Linked DNA regions of Sus scrofa: region 1 is linked to region 2. Evidence: chromatin contacts called from public Hi-C data. All regions are on one chromosome and are shown on one strand. The core of a region is the stretch at or near the end of the contact, and the rest is flanking DNA. Distances in the headings are between cores, read along the strand shown. Region 1 holds the start of LOC110257526 (ena/VASP-like protein). Region 2 holds the start of EVX1 (homeobox even-skipped homolog protein 1).

The links. Hi-C and Micro-C count contacts between places; a contact is called where the count stands out from the background.
Region 1: a Hi-C map of epiblast stem cells shows a contact between it and region 2, with 2.2 times the contacts expected there. The contact joins the promoter of LOC110257526 here to the promoter of EVX1 in region 2. A contact is called at or near these places in 2 of 47 Hi-C or Micro-C datasets (epiblast stem cells and undifferentiated spermatogonia).

The regions. Positions count from the first base shown.
Region 1 is chr18:45,457,880-45,462,675 of Sscrofa11.1, forward strand. It overlaps LOC110257526 (ena/VASP-like protein), which reads right to left and starts at 2,539. Exons shown (of 4, transcript XM_021078743.1): 1 at 2,490-2,539; 2 at 2,194-2,333; 3 at 1,678-2,118. The coding sequence starts at 2,539. The region is part of intron 4 of HOXA3 (homeobox protein Hox-A3); the gene reads left to right. LOC110257592 (a long non-coding RNA gene) reads right to left here. Exons shown (of 3, transcript XR_002340416.1): 1 at 4,624-4,796; 2 at 4,372-4,452; 3 at 3,784-4,063.
Region 2 is chr18:45,328,951-45,333,547 of Sscrofa11.1, forward strand. EVX1 (homeobox even-skipped homolog protein 1) reads right to left here and starts at 2,254. Exons shown (of 3, transcript XM_003134834.3): 1 at 1,793-2,254; 2 at 1-214. The coding sequence starts at 2,219.

The DNA.
Region 1 (4,796 bases), core at 1,289-3,788, 130 kb after region 2:
CTGCCCGCTGCAGCCCGCGCCCAGAGGCCACCTCGTCGGGGCGGACAGAGGCCGGGCCCGAGCTTCCGCCCCGGCTTTCTCTGGGCTCCTGCGCCTCGGCGGGTCCGGTGTCTGCCTTTTGCCGGCACAGTCCGGGCGCCGGTGGAAAGGGATGCGCCCCGGGGCGCCCCAGCCCTCACCTCGGCGCCCTGGGCCCCCTCGGCCCCGGCGTCCCCTCCCCTGGCAGGTTCTCACGGAGAGCTGGCCTTCCCTGCAGCTGGCTTAGCTGAGAAGGCGGTGAGTCGCGTCAGCAGTTTGGAGGAGAAAGTGCGGGTTGATTATTGACCCACGCCTTCTTTCTTCAAATGCCACATCCGACCCGGCCGGTTTGAAGACAAAATGCCGCTGAGCGGCTCTTTGCGGCCGGCTCTTGCCTCCTACGCGGGCCCGGCTCCCCCTTTCAAGTTGCGCCGCAGCAATATGCCATAAGGAGCAAGTGTTTGCTGTTTTGTGCTCTGTTTACAGCTTTGGGGCGCCGAGTCATAAATCTTGCCCAGCCATAAATGACAAAAACCATTGGTATGCATGAGGCCACCCTGGCCCAGAGTGCTTTTTGATTTCTCCCTTTTCCCTTGGCTTTGTTTTTGCTCTAAGGTGACACTTTGGCTCCCTGACAGTTTAGACACACTACTTATATTTTTAACACCTTCCTTTGAGGAGGCCGAGCCCTTGACACCTTGGAATTGCACGAAAGCTCCATTTCTCTCTTTTTGCCGCACACATATCCTTGCATAGTTCACTTCTGAATCTGGGGACTTGAGGGAGGCTTTAGGCCGGAGGAATACCATCCTCCTTAAAGTTTTGGCAGCGTTACCTGGCACGCGGGGCCTTTCCTCTCCTCAGCGTCCCTATCTGGGACCACTAATTGGTGGAAGGGGGGTTATTGATGCCGGTTCCTGTTGGGGTCAGAGCTCTATCTACCCGAGAGTGAGCTGCACGTTTGTGCTGTGAAATGGGCACAGAAGAGCTGGAGACCCAGGTTTCCAGCCCCTTTGTGTGTACCTGAGCCACCAGCGTCCCATTTCACTGCCCGGACCAGCTGCCTCTCCCCCAGGCTGCTTCCCTCCTGGCTGTCAGGATTTCAAGGGTTTGAAATCGTAACCAAAGTTGCCTGGAAATATAATCAAAGACAGCCTAGCTGGCCCTGGAGAGGTCTCCCTATCCCAGCGCCCCCAGGGGTTGATTTGAGGTTCCTGGACTGGGCGGCAGGTGAGGCAAACCGCGCAGAGTCTGGGGAACACTCTGCTCCGGGCTCTCCTTTCCCTGGGCCCCGCAGCTGGAAAGGTCCAGGACACAGGGTTGAGGTGGTTTCTCAAACGGATTCCCAGGAAATAGAGGCCCGGCCAGAGAGCCCCTTTGTGAGCGCCGTTTGTCCTCATTAGCATAATTTTCCTGGACTTTCGTGACGCCCGGGCGCGGGGAGAGGGAGGGCGCAGGGGGCTGGGGGGAGGCTGCCCTCCTCCCGCCGCCGCTGAGCTCCCCCTCTCGCTCCCGTCCTTCCCCTCGCCGCGGCCCCATCCCCCACGCCGGCCCGCGCCCCCCCAGCCGCCGCGGCCTCCCCTCCCGCCCGCCCCCAGCACCCCCGCCGCACCCCCCGACCAGCCGCTGCTCCGCGTGTAATATTCATAAGAAACATACCCAAGTCGGTGCCACTAGCCCAGGCAGAGCCCCGCGCCGCGCTAGCGCTTATCTCCGGGCCGCGGCTGCTGCCCTCGGGAAGGGCAGGGGGCGGGGGTGTGGGGGAGGGGAGGGTGGGTGGGGTGGGTGGGAGGGGGGGGTCCGAGCCGCCCCAGTCCGCCCAGGGCGAGCCTTGCCGGAGCAGCGAGGCGGCCACGCTCTGCGCCGCAGCGTCCGGGCCTCGGGGTCTCCCTCCCGCCCGCCGCCTCGGCTGATGCTGAGGGTCGGTGCCCATCCCGCGCCGAGGGGACCCGGCCGGGCCGCCGAGCCGGGCCGGGGGCCGGAGCCCGAGCCCCAGCCCGAGCCCGCGCTTGCGGCGCTCGTCGCAAGTTAAGGTAAGCAGGGCCACAACCGGCCGCTCCCGGCGCTGAATGGCGGAGTTTACGTCTCGGTGATTTATGGCTGCAGACTTAAATCTCGGTTCAAGAAGAGTTCACAAGCCGGAGCTTCCTTCCCGGCAGTGACTGATACCCTTACACTTCGAGTTCAGGCCGCGCTCGCGTCCCCGCCCCCACCTCTTCCCGCTCCCTAGCCCAGCCGCAACTTTGCGGGGCTGGAGGGAGAGGAAGGGGTAGGCGAAGGGCCGCGGGGGCTCTACCCGCGGTTCCCGCTTCAACCTGGGGTGAGGGCAGGCCGAGAAAGGGCGGGAGTGGCAAAAGGGAGCGGTGTCTCTGAAGGAAGGAGGTTGAATTTGGGCAGACCTTCCAGAGAGACAATAGGGCTTGCTTCCTGCCCTCAGTTTAGCCTCCTCAACTCTCTTTCAGTTCTTGCACCTGGGGGTTATTGTCCAGAAAGGGGTCTTTTCAGAGGAATCTCCTCCCATCCCCAGCCCTTGCTTGGGGGTGCAAAGCAAAGTTTCCTGACTGGCAAATCTCCAACTTCTTTACTAGGTTGCAAACTTTGGGGGCTGGGTTGGGGTGGCGCGGTGGGGTGGGGGTGTGTGGGGGGATTGTGTGGGCCCCAAGGTGGTTATTTGCTGACCTCAAACAATAGGAAAGACTTTGGTGGGATCTCCGCGGCGAATTCACATTTTGAGTTTATGGAGATGGTTGTTTGCTGAGTTTTAAATGCATTTTTGTTATTGTGCAAGACAATGCGTAAGTTGATGAAACGACTTAAGTAAGCCACAGGCCGGTGTAGCCTGTGATAATGGATTAGTAAGTCACTGGAAATGTTGCATGTTCAAAATCAACTTAATGTTATTTTATCTAATATCTTGCTGTTCAAGTGTCTGGAGTAATTTTCTTAACCTGACGTTTTATTTTACACAAACCCGGTATGTTAAAAATTCATAATGGCAGAGATTAACACTGCCAAATGTAATTGGAACTATTTTCAGTGAAAGAACAGGAAACGGAGATATTAAATTGCTATTCTGTTTTAAATTTTATTTTATCCTTTATTTATTTTTGATCATAGTATCTGTAACTTCCTATCTATTTTCGAAAGAGAAACAATACTCCAGGGCTCAAGATCACATACAATAACTCCGGATAAGGGATGCTGTAATTTTTAATTGAGGTTCTGGAAAATTAATTGTGCCTGTTTTCCAGATGTTGGTCAGATTGTTGGTTTAATAATGAAATCCAAAAGAGTCCATTATTAAAAACAAAATTATAATAACCCACTGGTAGATGCTTATTACATTAATTTTCTTCTAGTTAACCAAGTGTCTGCTATTCCTGGAAAACTTGAATAACTCCAGGACTCAAATGCACATAGTTGAGGCATCAAGTGTCAACTGTTTTCTTCGTGAATTTGCCACTGTAATTTTCTTAAATGGTCAGAGAGAGACTAACATTCTGATTGTGTGCATGTGGGTGTGTGTGGGCAGTCACTATATAAACTCACATGGAAGTTTTCTGAGCTGAGAACTAGAGGTTGACCATGCAAAAGTGTAAACAAAAATAAAACATAGATTTCACTTTTGCAATCTGCTTTCTAAATAAAAGAGTTGAGAAGATTTTCAGTTGCTTTTTGGATTTCCAGGCTTGTCCTTTTCTTGATATTTCTGAAGCAGGTAAATAGGCCAAGTAACAAATAAAAACAACACAGCACACAAAGATCAGGGAACTCTGGCAGGATTTTATGGCTTGTGCTTCCATCCCTCGTCCGGAGCCAAATGACCCCCATACATCAAATTACATAGCAGTTTCTAAGACAGAACCTATTATCGTTAAGTTGGAAGAAGAGTTCAAGCCGTGGTCATGGAGATGAACGCTGGTTTTTCAGGTTCCTGGTGGGTTTCCCCCCCCTCTAATCCATCATGTTTTAACAGGTAGAATTTGATAGTTGCTCTGAATAACAGCACCTCAGAAAGTCCAAGGCAGGAGGGTCTGGTGACCTTCTGTAACAGAGGAAAAAAGGTGGGAGTGGCCTGCTGCGACCTGCCTGAGAAATAGGGACCGGGAAGGAGTAAAGAACTGTCCAAGATTTGAGTTTGACTTCCTGACGAGGGTGGTGGTGTTGGTTCCTCCACACGCAGGATCCAAAGTTTTTTTCCTCTCCCTTCCTTGACTGCAAGGGGCTCAGTTGGAAGAGGTGGGTCATATCGCTGCACAAGGATAGATTATCTGCCTAACAAGCTCAGCTTCTTAAGTCTACAAAGTCGGGTGGGTCGAGTTGGGCTATTGCCTGAAAAAATTTTGTGCATACCTCTCTTGGGTGCTGGAAGGTCCAAGAAGGGCCTGGATGGGATGTCACCCCGCCTCATGGTTCTTTTGGCAAATGTCAGTCCTATAGAGAGGATTGGAGAAAAAATTGGTGACCCAAGCTCCCCTTGGCCCCCTTGCCCCTTCCCGGTGTGTGAGCCCCAGCGGGGAGGACTCCAAGGAGTAGAGACGAAGGGATACCCCCCGTTTCTTCTTCCCTGGAAAAGTAGGGATCTCGACCCCTGATCCTTTTTACCCCATCAGGCTTTTCTCCTTTTGGACTCCAGCTCCCGAGACCCAGTTTCCGGACCTCTCACTCTCCTCCTCTCTCCCTGGAAAACCCCCCAACTCCAGACGCAAGTTAAGCAAATATTTGTAGCTGCCAGTAAATTCCAGCGGCTTTTTATAGCGCGCTCTCTGCGCCCGGGG
Region 2 (4,597 bases), core at 1,004-3,503:
GCCAGCTCACATCTCCGAGGCCTGGATACATAGTTCTCCCTGTAGAATTCTTTCTCCAGCCGTGCAATCTGCTCCCGGGTGAAGGCAGTACGGTACCGTCGCATCTGGTCACTAGCGCTGCAGGCCAGGGTGCCCTGGGAGCCACCACTGCCATTGCTTTTGGGGGCCTCGCTGCTGCCATTGGGACTGCTGGCCAGTGCCTCGGAGCCAGGCCCTGTGCAGGGAACCCAGAGAATGTGCACACAGAGAACACACAACAGACACACAGACACTGCTGATGCCGGGCTGCAGGCCCAGGGTGTTTGTGAAGGGGTGATGGAAAGAACCTCCCTACCACCTCAGAAGCCTCAGTCTCTGCCTCTTCTGGGGTGGCAGAGACTTTGAGAACCCAGGAATGGAGGACAGGGGCTCACCATTCAGATGAACACACAGCAGCCATTAGGCCTGGCTGGGCTGCTGTTTGGGAGGCCTCTGGATAAGGCCTGCTGGCTTACAAAAGCCCCAGCTGCCCTTACCACCTGCTTTGGGGGCACCGGAGGGATGCAGCTACTCTGAACGCTACCCACCAGTGGCCGGAGGGGGCAAGGATGAGCATATCTGACAGGCAAGCGAGTTGAGATGCCCCTTTGTGCTGGACTGTTGTGAACTTGGGCCTTAGTGCATTGTAGGATTTGGGTAGGGACTGGGCTTCCTTGCTTTGTGTGCCAGGCTGCGAGTGCCGGTGTGGAGATGTGCGTTAAGCTGTGTGTGTTGTGGGAATGGCACTGGAGTGTAAGTACGAGTATCCGATTGCCTTACTATATTTGAACGGAGAATGGGTTATTCCGAGGGCAGGCTGTGGTTAGTCTAGGTGAGGTGGTTGGTGGATGTGGGTGTTCAACAAGGTGCTGGCTGCCAAGGCCAAGCAAGGGGTGGTTTTTCTTCTACGGCAGGCTCTTCTCACCACCCCCACAGCTTTGGGGTGGGCTCTTCCTCTGAGCTGACCCCCTCTCTCAGAGAGACACCCTTCCTGCCATTCCCCCCTCCTCCCCCGAGCCACCGGTCAGAGAGGGGTTCTCCAGTTACAGCGGAGTGACAGCCCCCCCCCCATGTGGGCCTAACCCAGGGGAGGGTGGGGCTCCTGCCCCCTGCAGCTCCTTTTCCTTTGGGTGGAGGAGGGGGTCTGGGAAGGAAAGGGGATGGGTTGGGGAGGGGGGAGGGCCAGAGCTCTGCCTTTTCAAATGCAACCGGAGACCAAAGGCAATTAGATGGTTGGGACCATTTCCGACCTGGCGCCACAGAGCCCGGGAAGTGACAAGGTAATTTGGACCTCTGACCGACGTGCAAAATGGTCGGAGAGCCGCAGCACCCGGGCGGCCCGAGGCGGCCGCGGTTTTACGGTCCTTTATGGACTCCCGGCTTCCGCGCCTGGATGCGCCTTACACCCCGCCAGCCACAAACTGCCCGGACCCGCGTTTGATCTCGTCCACGCCGGGAAAAGGTGTCTTCCCCGGGCGCAGTTGAAACAGCACCACAAAGCTCTGGGGGGTTGGAGTGCACTTCGAATCCCCCCCAAGCCCAGGGCCGGCGTCTCCCTCCTTCCCCCAAAGCACAGCTGTCACCCTCGGTCCCGCCAATGCCAGAGCACAGCAGGAGACCCCCGCCAGGGCGCAGATAGCGGGGGGCGAGTTGCTCGGGTGGGTCCCCCCAGCCACCCCGCCCTGGGAGAAAGGAGTGTCTTCCTCCCCCGCACCGCTGAAGTGGAAGGTGGGCGCGGTGGGAGGCCGGGGCAGAGAAGGGGCGCGGTGGCTACCTTTGCTGTGCTGGTACTCGGCGTTCCCCGTGGCGCAGTCCGGGGTGCAGCTCACCTCGATTTCTTCATAGAAATCCGACTCGGTGTCCGAGCTGCTGGGTTGCCCCTGGCCCGAGAGGCTGTCTGCGGAGGCGGCCGGAGGTCCGGGGCCGAGCACGGCCGCCCCGGCGGCCCGCGACTCGGCGCCCGGGCCCGCAGCGCTGCCTGCTAGTCCGTCGACCGGCTCCTCCTCCAGGCCTCCCCCGCCGCGCTCCCGGGCGGCCGGAGGACCGGCCCGCGGGCTCAGGCAACTGCGGGGCACCATCTTCTCCGGCGGCTCGGGCAACGGGCTGCCCACGGCTTCGGACAAATTGGAGACCCTCTTGCCCACCAGAGTGCCAAGCTGACCCCCATCCAGAAACATAACCATGTCCTTTCGGCTCTCCATCTCGGGCTCTCGGGGGGTGGGGGGAGAAGCCCCAAGTGAGCTCCTAGCCCCCCGGCTCCTCGGGTCCCCAGCGGCCGGACAGCTCTTGGCTGCGGGAGGGAGAAAGAGAGGCCAGGCGACCGGGCGGGCGCGGAGCGGCTGGAGAGCGGTGTCGACGGTGACGGCGGTGGCGGCGGCGGCGGGGAGCTGGGGTCACCTTGTGATGCGAGCTCTCCTCTGTGCCGCACCGCCTCTGGGAGGAAGCCCCATTGCCCTCTTCTTTCTAAGCTGTCATCCTCCTGCTGCAATCGTCATTACAGTACCGCTGGTGACGCCACTCGGCGAGCGCAAGTGGATAAATAGAAACGTCTGCCACAGCGAAGATGAAAGGAGACCCGCAGCTAATGGCTCGGCAGTGATGCGCCAGGTGTGGGCCTCGCTCGAATGGGGAGGAGAGTGTGAAAACAGAGAGACACACACACTGAGAGAGGGAGACACCCGGGCAGAGGGGATGCAAATGGAATTCCGCAGAAAGAAAAGAGAGCTTAACGCGGCCGAGTTCCGCAGAGGCTGCGGGACTCGGTCATTGAAGACGCTTTTGATTTTTGTTTTTGTTGTTGTTGTTGTTGTTTGGGCTTTTGTTTTCTTAACTTGGTGCCTGATTCTAACACTGGGGAGAGAATTCATAGCTGCATTTTAGAAGTGTGAAGGCAGATGCACAAGCCCCGCTTCTCTCCTCTTTATTACAACTGCCCGTCCCTGGTGAGCTAACCTTGCCCGGGGATCCAAAGTCTTTTTTACAAGCTACCGAAACGCCTACACCCTCCCCCGCAAGTCGTCTGGAGAGCCTAGCCTGGGGTCTCTTTTCCTCCCTCCTCCCAGCCTCCCTCCCCAGCTATCTCCTCGTCTTTTTCCTCCAGGGAACCAAAAGAACTTTGCTGTATTTCTTCCCCAAGGGGCAACAGCTAAATGCCTAAATATTTTTTCTTTAAAGACTTCACTTTGGCTGCTGACTCCAAAGGTTTGCCTTTTTTTTTTTTTTTTTTAAATTCTCCCCTCCCCATCTAGGTGGCCTTAAGCTTTCCACAGCCCAGCTTGACCTCCAGATGGCTAGTCATCGAAGAAATCGCTTTCCCATTTGTTCGGGCCTCGCCTGCACTTCACTTCAGGTATGTAGGGAGGGGGGAGGTTCTAAGAGGGGACTCTTGCCCTTGTCTTACCCATATTTTAAGGAATTCGTTCAGAGTCAACGAAATCCTGGATATAGGTTTGGGGAGTTAAGAAGCCCTGGCAAATTCAGCCCCCAAATCGCCAGTGGCAGCGGCAGCTGCAGAGGCTCCTAGCTGGGAGAAGGGGCTTTTCTCACTCGGGGATTTGAGGCAGGGGTCGAGAGTGCCCAGCACACGGCAGGCATTGGGTGCAACAGAGCTTTGACTCACAGGGTTCTCCCTCTGGCCCTGCCTGGGGACTTTTGTCCCCTGCTCTAAAAATGGGTGTCGTAAAGATAGAAGAGAGAGAAGTCACTGAAAAAGCCATGAAAGAACAAGTGACTGGGACTCTTATCAATCTTTGAGGACAGGAGGGGGGACCTCTATGGCAGGGCTGGGGGGCATGAGTCGTCTTTGGAAATAGCCACAGGTTCCCTCTTAAGGCTTCTTCCAGGGAAGGTGGAACCCATTAGAAAATCGACACCTTCCCAGTTCTGAGCAAGTGTATCAGGGCCAGGCAGGTGGGCTGGGGTCCTCCCCATTTTGCCGAGGCTGGGAGGCAGGCCCCTTCTCTGTTCTGCAACCTCTACCACCCTCCTTTCTTTGCCACCTCCTCGGAGCTTCTAGCATCAAGCTGACCATGGCAAAGGGCCACCCTGCATCCTCTCCATGTTCCAAGACAAAGCTCCACCTTCCAAGAATCTAAAGAAAAGCGCTTCTATCACTAAGTGTTTTGTCTTCTATCTCTTACTTCTCTCCCTGCCTCCTTTCTCTTTTTCTCTCTCTTCTTCTCTCCTCCACCCCATAGCCTGGTTCCATCTTCCTATCTGGGGGCTTCCAGAAGTGATGGAGGAAGCAAGGGATTCAAGGAAAGGGAAGAGGTCCCTTTTCAAGTCCTGCGTCTGACCCCTCCCCAGTTTAACAAGAAGACGCTTCATTAACCTCACTTTAGGGGTGGGCTGCGCAGAGGGATCTGGAAGATAATGTTTGCATAAAAACATCCACTTCCTGGGACTCCCAAAGCCACCAGGTGTTGTGCACCACTAGCCCCAAAATCCTGGAGAATAGTTTAAGGCTGAGACGAGGGATTGGAATCAGATCCCAGAGCCTTTTGCCAGGGTGCAAAGTTGTCCTAGAATTATGTCATGCCCTGTCCTTTCTGGCCAGCAGCCAGAGCCTAAGGGAGCACCT